Regions from separate parts of the Mus musculus genome. Here region 1 is linked to region 2. A link is a contact called in public ChIA-PET data. All regions are on one chromosome and are shown on one strand. The core of a region is the stretch at or near the end of the contact, and the rest is flanking DNA. Distances in the headings are between cores, read along the strand shown. Region 1 holds the start of Izumo1r (IZUMO1 receptor, JUNO). Region 2 holds the start of Fut4 (fucosyltransferase 4).

Region 1 (3,852 bases), core at 29-2,528, 150 kb before region 2:
TATACAGGACAGACGTGAGTACCTGCCTCTGCTGTCCCTGTGGACACCGATACAAAAGAGACCCTCGAAGCAGAAATGCCTTTCCATTTGGCCTCTGGCTTCAGGAAATGAGTCTCAGCTCTGTTGAAGACCAGACATGCAAGTTGGGCTGATAACCATTACTGCTCTGTTCCGGAAAAGCCAACACACCCCCACCCCCAAAGTCTGACTGTGACGTTTAATTTTTTTAAAGATCTGGATAGTTTCTACCCCTCAGTCCTGGGGGCATCCCCCTCACCTGGTTCATAAGCATTAAATATGGAGTCAAACAAGCCTTTCTCAGATTCTAGCTCCATCAACCTCTGTCCGAGCCTCAGTATCCCCTACAAAAGAGAGTGCTCATTTGGGGTATTCTTGCAGGCAGTAAGCCAGACTGTGTACCAGTGCCCTAGCCTCCAGCCCCGTGACTAGTCCTCGTGGATGTTCAGTACTCCATACCCACGCATGGAAACTGCTATTTTCCCTGCACAAAATCAATGTGCTTTGTACATTGACTGGCAGCTGAACACCGTGTGCTGTACTTTGTCTTCCTTGGTGGAAATCACAAGGAATGTTTTTATTTATTTACTACTTTTTGTATGAAATTTCAGTGATTTTTGGCTACTTTTCCTTTGGAGACAGAACATAAAAGACAAGCAAAGTTATGGGCATCACCTCCAATGGGACCTTTGGAGCAGCGATCAGACCAGGCACAGGGTGCAAATGCAGGCTGCCCCTGGTGGCCCTGAGGGGCGGCTTTTGTTTCAGCTTTGATTGTTGCTTAAATTCTTGGCTGGCCAAGCTGCCTGTCTGTGCACCTGCGTGCTGCTAAGCTAGACCCGGATGCTGTGGGAGGATTCTGTTACTCAGAGGCCCCAGGGGTCTGAGCAGAGGAAGGGACCCGAGGAAGCTTCTGAGAACAAAAGATGAAGGACTGTTAAGACATCCCTGGGCTGTGAACTTTTCATGATCCCTCTCACCCCACCCCCACCCCCCACCCCGCCGGACAGATTCTGCCAACAGCTCTCATTACAGAGCAACAGACTGATAGAATCTAAGTTATTTCCAAGTTCTCACAGGTTAGAAGCAGTGCTGAGAGTTGAACTTGCCACCCACTTCAGGGATCTCTGGTACCACAAGGTCTTGTTTCTCTCTCTCTCTTGGAGGCAGGCTACTCAGGTCTAGCTACTGGCGGCTCTCCACACCTGTAGCTCATAGAAGCTGAAGGCTGATAAAAGGGCAGTGGGTGGAGCGCCCTCAGCCCGCTCACCTCTTTGGCATCAGGAGGAGCAACAGGAGGGCCCTGCCTTGAAGGTACATCTGAAGACAATGCTGAGGGGGCTGGTGTCTTTCCTCTCTTCATCTTACCTTCCCGGTCTTTCAGAATAGTTGTTCTTTGTGCAAACTTGGAGCTGGCTCTGTGGAAGAACAGTCTTGGGTTTGGAGTTCAGGATGGGTTCTGCAGAAGAGTCTGGGTCTCTAAGTCACATCTCAGACATCCTGAGGTAGACTACTACTCCGGCTAAACTGCTGATGTGTAGGGCAGGCTCCCAGCAAGCCTAGGTGACGTAAGACCCATGAAGTCCTGGCAGTGAGGACTGACTGGAGCCCTCCTGAAGCCGGGTTTGCCCTTGTTCTAGCAGAGGGGCGATCTCTCTGTCCAGCCTCTCCACCACCGCCCCCCATTGCCAGTACAACCCAGAAGAGAACTGGAAATGTATCAGCAAACACCAAGGTACAAGCCAGCCTTCGTGTTCCTGTGCTAGGATGAGGGCTTAAAGGTGGAAGTCTCCTCAGCCCCTAGCCCTGAGAGGCCAGCAGGGGTCTTAGGCTGTCTGTTACAGCCTGACACATAGGGTGTCTCTGAGATAGACTGGGGTTGGTTGAAATGAGCTAAGGAAAGCTCATTGGTTGAAGGGTCAGGGTGGGGATGAACTACTCTGAGGAGCTGGTGTGGACCCTTCCTAGGGAATAGAACTAGGGTTGGCATGTGATGGATAAAGCTGGCTTTGACATCCCACCCCACCATGTTCTTTTGCCATAAGGAGAATCTGTTTACTGGGAATTGGTTACTTGGCCAAGAGGCTGGCTGTGGGCTGGGATTAAAGCTCTAAACTTCGAATCCATATTATTACCAAACTAGCAAACTGTATCTAAGTGAGCAGCTTAGATCCATTCCTTGCCTGGCCTCCTCTTCAGAGCTGCTGTTTGTTTGTTTGTTTGTTTTTCTTTTTCTTCTCTTTTCCCCTGTTGGTCAGTTTGCTTTCTACATTCCTGCAATGGTTTGTAATGAGTGCCAGATCCAAGTCTTACTCTACATTCTGTGATGCTGCTCTACACAGAAGGTTCTAGGAGCAGCCAGAATATTTCAGCAACCTAAGGAAGCCTTGGAGCCCCTCCTCCCTCTTCAGTGCCTGGTGGTTGGCAGGAGTGGGGTGGGTGTTACCTTCCTGGTCTTTCAGAAGACTAGGTTCTCTTTACCATGGGCTTCTCTCTGTGGCAGGTCATGGCACAGTGGTGGCAGATCCTCTTGGGGTTGTGGGCAGTCCTACCCACCTTGGCAGGGGACAAACTGCTCAGCGTCTGCATGAATTCCAAGCGCCACAAGCAAGAACCTGGCCCAGAAGACGAACTCTACCAGGAGGTACAGAGCAGCGCTGGCCCAGGGGCTAGGGCAGCTTCTTAGGATTATTTGAGAAGAAATACAGACCAGGTGGTCTCTGTACCCCACCACCCCTAATCATTTAGATCCTTAATTTGGGGTCCATCTAGGGCTTTGCCACTAAGCTGTTCTGGCCGCTTGGGAAACAGGTCATGTGGTGATCCCAGAGGCTATGCTAGCTAACCGTGGGTCAGAGCAAGCCTCCCTGCCAACATGCGCTGGCGAGACAGACCTTAATTTGTCTCCTTGTCAGTTTCCTAAAGGCTGTGGGAGGAGGAACATTCCAACGAGAAGCTCCTCCCACCCGTGATAACCACCCAGGTTCCTGAATCTTTCTATTTGCTTTCCTGGATTTATTGCCCCACCCCCACCCCCTGGAGCAGACACCTGGAAGCTATACTTTGTGGCAAGAAGGCAGAGGGGAGGGAGGTCAATGGTCAGGTGCGCCTCATTCTTCAGATACTAGAGTTCCTCCTCTAGAGAGGTGCTCATATCCCCTCTCCTGACGCCCTTCTGCCCCCACCTCAGTGCAGGCCTTGGGAGGACAATGCCTGCTGCACACGTTCCACAAGTTGGGAAGCCCACCTTGAGGAGCCCTTGCTCTTTAACTTCAGCATGATGCACTGTGGACTGCTGACCCCGGCCTGTCGCAAGCACTTCATCCAGGCCATCTGCTTCCATGAGTGTTCCCCCAACCTGGGGCCTTGGATCCAGCCGGTGAGGACATAGGAGACAGGAGGCAGACTCATGCAACACCCTTCCATTCAATCCTAGGCTGGCATCTACAGGAGGCAAGTAGGAACAGGAGATGCTGCCCCTCTAGGGATAAGAGCAGAGCCAGAGGTCTCTGCTGGAGACAGGGATGAAAAGGAAGCTAAAATGCCTCTGTCCCTGCATGATAACATGACAGACACTGTCTGATGAGGGCCAGTAGGATAAGGCAGGGTGGAATGAGATGAATCTGAGTGTGAATTCTATCTCCTGTACTTACTAACTGTAAGGCCTGGGACCAATGAGCTGCTCTGCCTCACGGTTCTCATTTATCCAATAATTGATGATGATGATGATGATGCCGATGATGATGCCTAGGGCTGAGAGATAGCTTAGTCAGTGAAGTGCTTATCACTATGCATGAGGACCTTAGTTCAATCCTTATTTAAAAAAAAAAAAAA
Region 2 (4,021 bases), core at 530-3,029:
TCTTAGGAAGAAGTGTTGTGGTCTTGGTTCAAATTCTCTCCATCCAGGCATGGCAGCATGCACCTGTAACCCCCCAGCACATGGAGTTGAGGCAGGAGAATCAGCCTTGGAGGCCTAGTAAATCTGAGACCAGCCTGGGCTCCATGGGACCATACATCATAAACCAAAAACAAATAGAAAAGTCAAATGAACTATTTCCATGGAGGAAGAATAAAGAATGAGTTTGAATTTAGGAATTACAGTTCTCCTGGCTCCTTTCCCCACAGAGCCTGGGCCTATACGAAATGGGAGGCAAACAGACAACCTTTGCAAATTGTGAATTGATTCCCTCCACCTGACCGTTGAGTTATAGGGCATTTATCTACACAACCTTAGCATACAAACAGTCTTCCTTTATAGCTGACCTTGCTGTTATCTTTACACAGAGAATTGAAAGCTGATTCCCCCTGAGCAATGCTCTGTGAAACAGGAGACCTCTAACTATAAAGTCCCTCCTTGTTACTAAATTAGAATGATTCCCAAGGAGATTGAGAGCACCATCAGTGCAGCCTCTTCATCGTCTACTAGTATTGCCTTATTTATGGGGCGAGGCACATTTCTGCTTAACTCTTCTTTAGGTAGTAGCACTTCACACTATCTTTGAAGGAACTACTTTCTTCCCATTTTTATCCCATGAAATTTAGATGGGATCATTTCTATCTCTTCAATCTTGAAAAGGTTCTAAAACCAATCCAAATCTCCCTGGCCATTACTGTATGAATGTACAGCTGCTCCAGGATAAGTCAACCTTAGTGACCTAATTCGGTGGAATTTGAATTCTGATGAACACATACATGTCTACTGTTTTCCACTGAAAGCCTATGGAGTGTCTAAAGGTCACAGTAAGCTATTCCCATAGTCACAGTCTTTTGATACCCAGTCACTTTCTCATAAGGAACAGATAGTGACAGATCATTTCAGTAATGCACTAACAGCATGAAGTGGGGCTGGAGAGATGGCTCAGTGGTTAAGAGCACGGACTGCTCTTCCAAAGGTTCTGAGTTCAAATCCCAGCAACCACATGGTGGCTCACAACCATCCGTAATGAGATTTGACGCCCTCTTCTGGTGCATCTGAAAACAACTACAGTGTACTTAGATATAATAATAAATAAATCTTAAAAAAAAACAGCATGAAGTGGCCATTTCTGGCTATGTCATGTGATACTGATGGTAGGCTTGCATAGCTAGCCCTGCAATACTTTGTTGGTCTCACATCTTTGGTTCATATCTGAATTACAACCATAGCTTCTGTGAATAAAAAGAAAGGGTAGGGGTTGGTTGGTCTGGAAAGGCCACTGACACATAATTCTCTCAGAGGATGCTGGTTCTTAGGACCAGTCACACTGCCCCAGCTGGTGTCTGACTCCACAGCTGACCTGTTTTGTCCTGACTACATTCCAGCTGTTCTAGGGCTCCCTTCCTCCCTCCCTCCCCCTCTTCCCCCCAGGGGCGTCGTTGGCCAGGCAGAGTGAAATAAGGAAGCTGATTCTGCTCTGAGTTCTACAGTGGGATCGCACCCCCACCCCACCACCCCTTCGAGGCTTCTGGGGGAGGTATCCAGTGCAAGGCGAGGGTTTGCCAGCCTAGGCGCAGGAACAACGAAGGCGCAGCAAGAGGCCACGACCCCAGGTGAGGCGCCAGCGGGGCGCTGTTTCTCGGAGTCCAAGAGCCCTGGCTGGGCAGGACAGCCAGCGCAGGCGCAGCAGGAAACGCCCCAGGCCGGGCCCGCAGGGCTAGGAGAACAGTGTCTGGAAGGGTCAGGGTGGCGCTGGGCCAGGGCTGCCGGCCCGGCTCACCTTATCCTGGACTTGGGAGGGGCGAGGCACCGCCCGTGGGTCCGCCGATGCCCCGCCCGCCCCCTCCATGGCTCCGGCCCGGCAAGAGCTACAGCATGAGAGCCGGTGCCGCCCCTCACGGACGGTGGACGCGTGGCGAGCCGCGGTGGCCACTCGTGGACGCCACATGGAGACGCCGGGGTACCGGCGTCGCACACGGTGTGGAGGCTGGGGACTACCCCGGAGCGTCTCTTCGCTGGCGGCAGTGGGACTACTGTGCACCGCGTTGACCACCTTCATCTGCTGGGGACAGTTGCCGCCACTGCCCTGGGCGTCCCCAGCTCCGCAACGCCTGGTGGGTGTGCTGCTCTGGTGGGAACCCTTTAGGGGGCGCGGCGGCTACCCCAAGTCTCCCCCCGATTGCAGCCTGCGCTTCAACATCAGCGGCTGCCGCTTGCTCACCGACCGCGCGGCCTACGGGGAGGCTCAGGCAGTGCTGTTCCACCACCGCGACCTGGTGAAGGAACTCCACGACTGGCCCCCGCCCTGGGGCGCCCGAGAACGCACGGATAAGGCGCTGGTACTACGCGTGTTCGACGACCAGGAGGGAGCAGTGACGCTAACTGGCAAAGCCCTGGAGACCGTAGGTTCTCGTCCCCCTGGGCAGAGGTGGGTGTGGATGAACTTCGAATCGCCCTCCCATACTCCAGGGCTGCGGGGCTTGGCCAAGGACCTCTTCAATTGGACACTGTCCTACCGGACCGACTCGGATGTCTTCGTGCCCTATGGCTTCCTCTATTCCAGGAGCGATCCAACTGAACAGCCTTCAGGCTTGGGCCCCCAGCTGGCCCGCAAGCGAGGACTGGTGGCCTGGGTTGTGAGCAACTGGAACGAGCACCAGGCACGGGTCCGTTACTACCACCAGCTGAGTCGGCACGTGTCTGTGGACGTGTTTGGTCGGACGGGACCCGGACGGCCAGTGCCAGCCATCGGGCTGCTGCACACTGTGGCCCGCTACAAGTTTTATCTAGCCTTTGAGAACTCACGGCACGTGGATTACATCACCGAGAAGCTGTGGCGGAATGCCTTTCTGGCTGGGGCCGTGCCAGTGGTGCTCGGCCCAGATCGTGCCAACTATGAGCGCTTCGTGCCTCGTGGCGCCTTCATCCACGTGGACGATTTCCCTAATGCTGCTTCCCTGGCTGCCTACCTGCTCTTTCTCGACCGAAACGTGGCTGTCTATCGCCGCTACTTCCGCTGGCGCCGGAGCTTTGCAGTGCACATCACCTCTTTCTGGGATGAGCAATGGTGCCGGACATGCCAAGCTGTGCAGACCTCTGGGGACCAGCCCAAGAGCATCCACAACTTGGCAGACTGGTTCCAGCGATGAGGCCATTCTGCTGTGAACTGACTACATCGCCTTGGCTGCGTTTTCTAAATACCCAATTTTTCTTTATGTGAAGATGAGTTACCAATTAATATTATTTAGCACAAGGGTGGGAAAATTCCCAGGCCCTCGTGGCTTTTTTACAGAGAGGTGGTCTGGCTTTCTGGTAAGGGGCTGCGGTGTCCTGGGTGAAGGAGGCTGGCCCTTCCTTACCTGTCACCCATGTGAAGAAGTGGCCTATCCTGGCCACAGGCCTTATCAGGTGCCCATGTGGCTGCTAAAGTTTAGACATATTTGTTCTCTGGTCATGGTTGCTTGGAACAATGAAGAGCAGACCACAGGTTTTTGAAAGCCGGTGGGTATGAGATAGTGGAAGGATTGTGCCCACAGGTGGGGTTTTCTTTGGTGGTTGGATTCCTCAAACCGTCTGAACCTGGAAAAGACAAGAAGCCATTGAGTTCCTTCACCAGCCATGTGTGTCCCCAGCCCTGTGAATAGAAACAAGAGTCAAGATTATCTTCAGAGGAAAATTAAGATGAAGACTTGGGTGCACCTCGCTTCCTGCTAGAATCCTTCTCCTGAAAAGCTGCATGAAGTGACACCCCAAATTCAGGGTCCCAAAAGAGTGAAAGTACTTAGTAGAAATGAATGAAAAGTGAAAAGTCCCTTTACAATGTGAATGACCGTCTTCTAATTACTTCTTCTGTCTTTAGAGCTTCCCACGACCTGGATTGGGAAAACATTAAAAAACACCGATATGGAAGAGTCACAAGCAATCTTCCCACTCATTTCCCAGCCAGTGCTTACGAATGGAAGAG

Evidence for each region. ChIA-PET counts read pairs in DNA pulled down with a chosen protein or histone mark.
Region 1: an RNA polymerase II ChIA-PET map of memory CD8 T cells shows a contact between it and region 2, with 6 read pairs. The contact joins the promoter of Izumo1r here to the promoter of Fut4 in region 2. A contact is called at or near these places in 2 of 115 datasets of contacts at active chromatin or transcription factors (effector CD8 T cells and memory CD8 T cells) and 1 of 9 other capture datasets (liver).

What each region holds. Positions count from the first base shown.
Region 1 is chr9:14,901,193-14,905,044 of GRCm38.p6, reverse strand. Izumo1r (IZUMO1 receptor, JUNO) reads left to right here and starts at 1,278. Exons shown (of 5, transcript NM_022888.3): 1 at 1,278-1,332; 2 at 2,522-2,662; 3 at 3,209-3,397. The coding sequence starts at 2,525.
Region 2 is chr9:14,749,880-14,753,900 of GRCm38.p6, reverse strand. It overlaps Fut4 (fucosyltransferase 4), which reads left to right and starts at 1,779. Exons shown (of 1, transcript NM_010242.3): 1 at 1,779-4,021. The coding sequence starts at 1,905. The coding sequence ends at 3,206.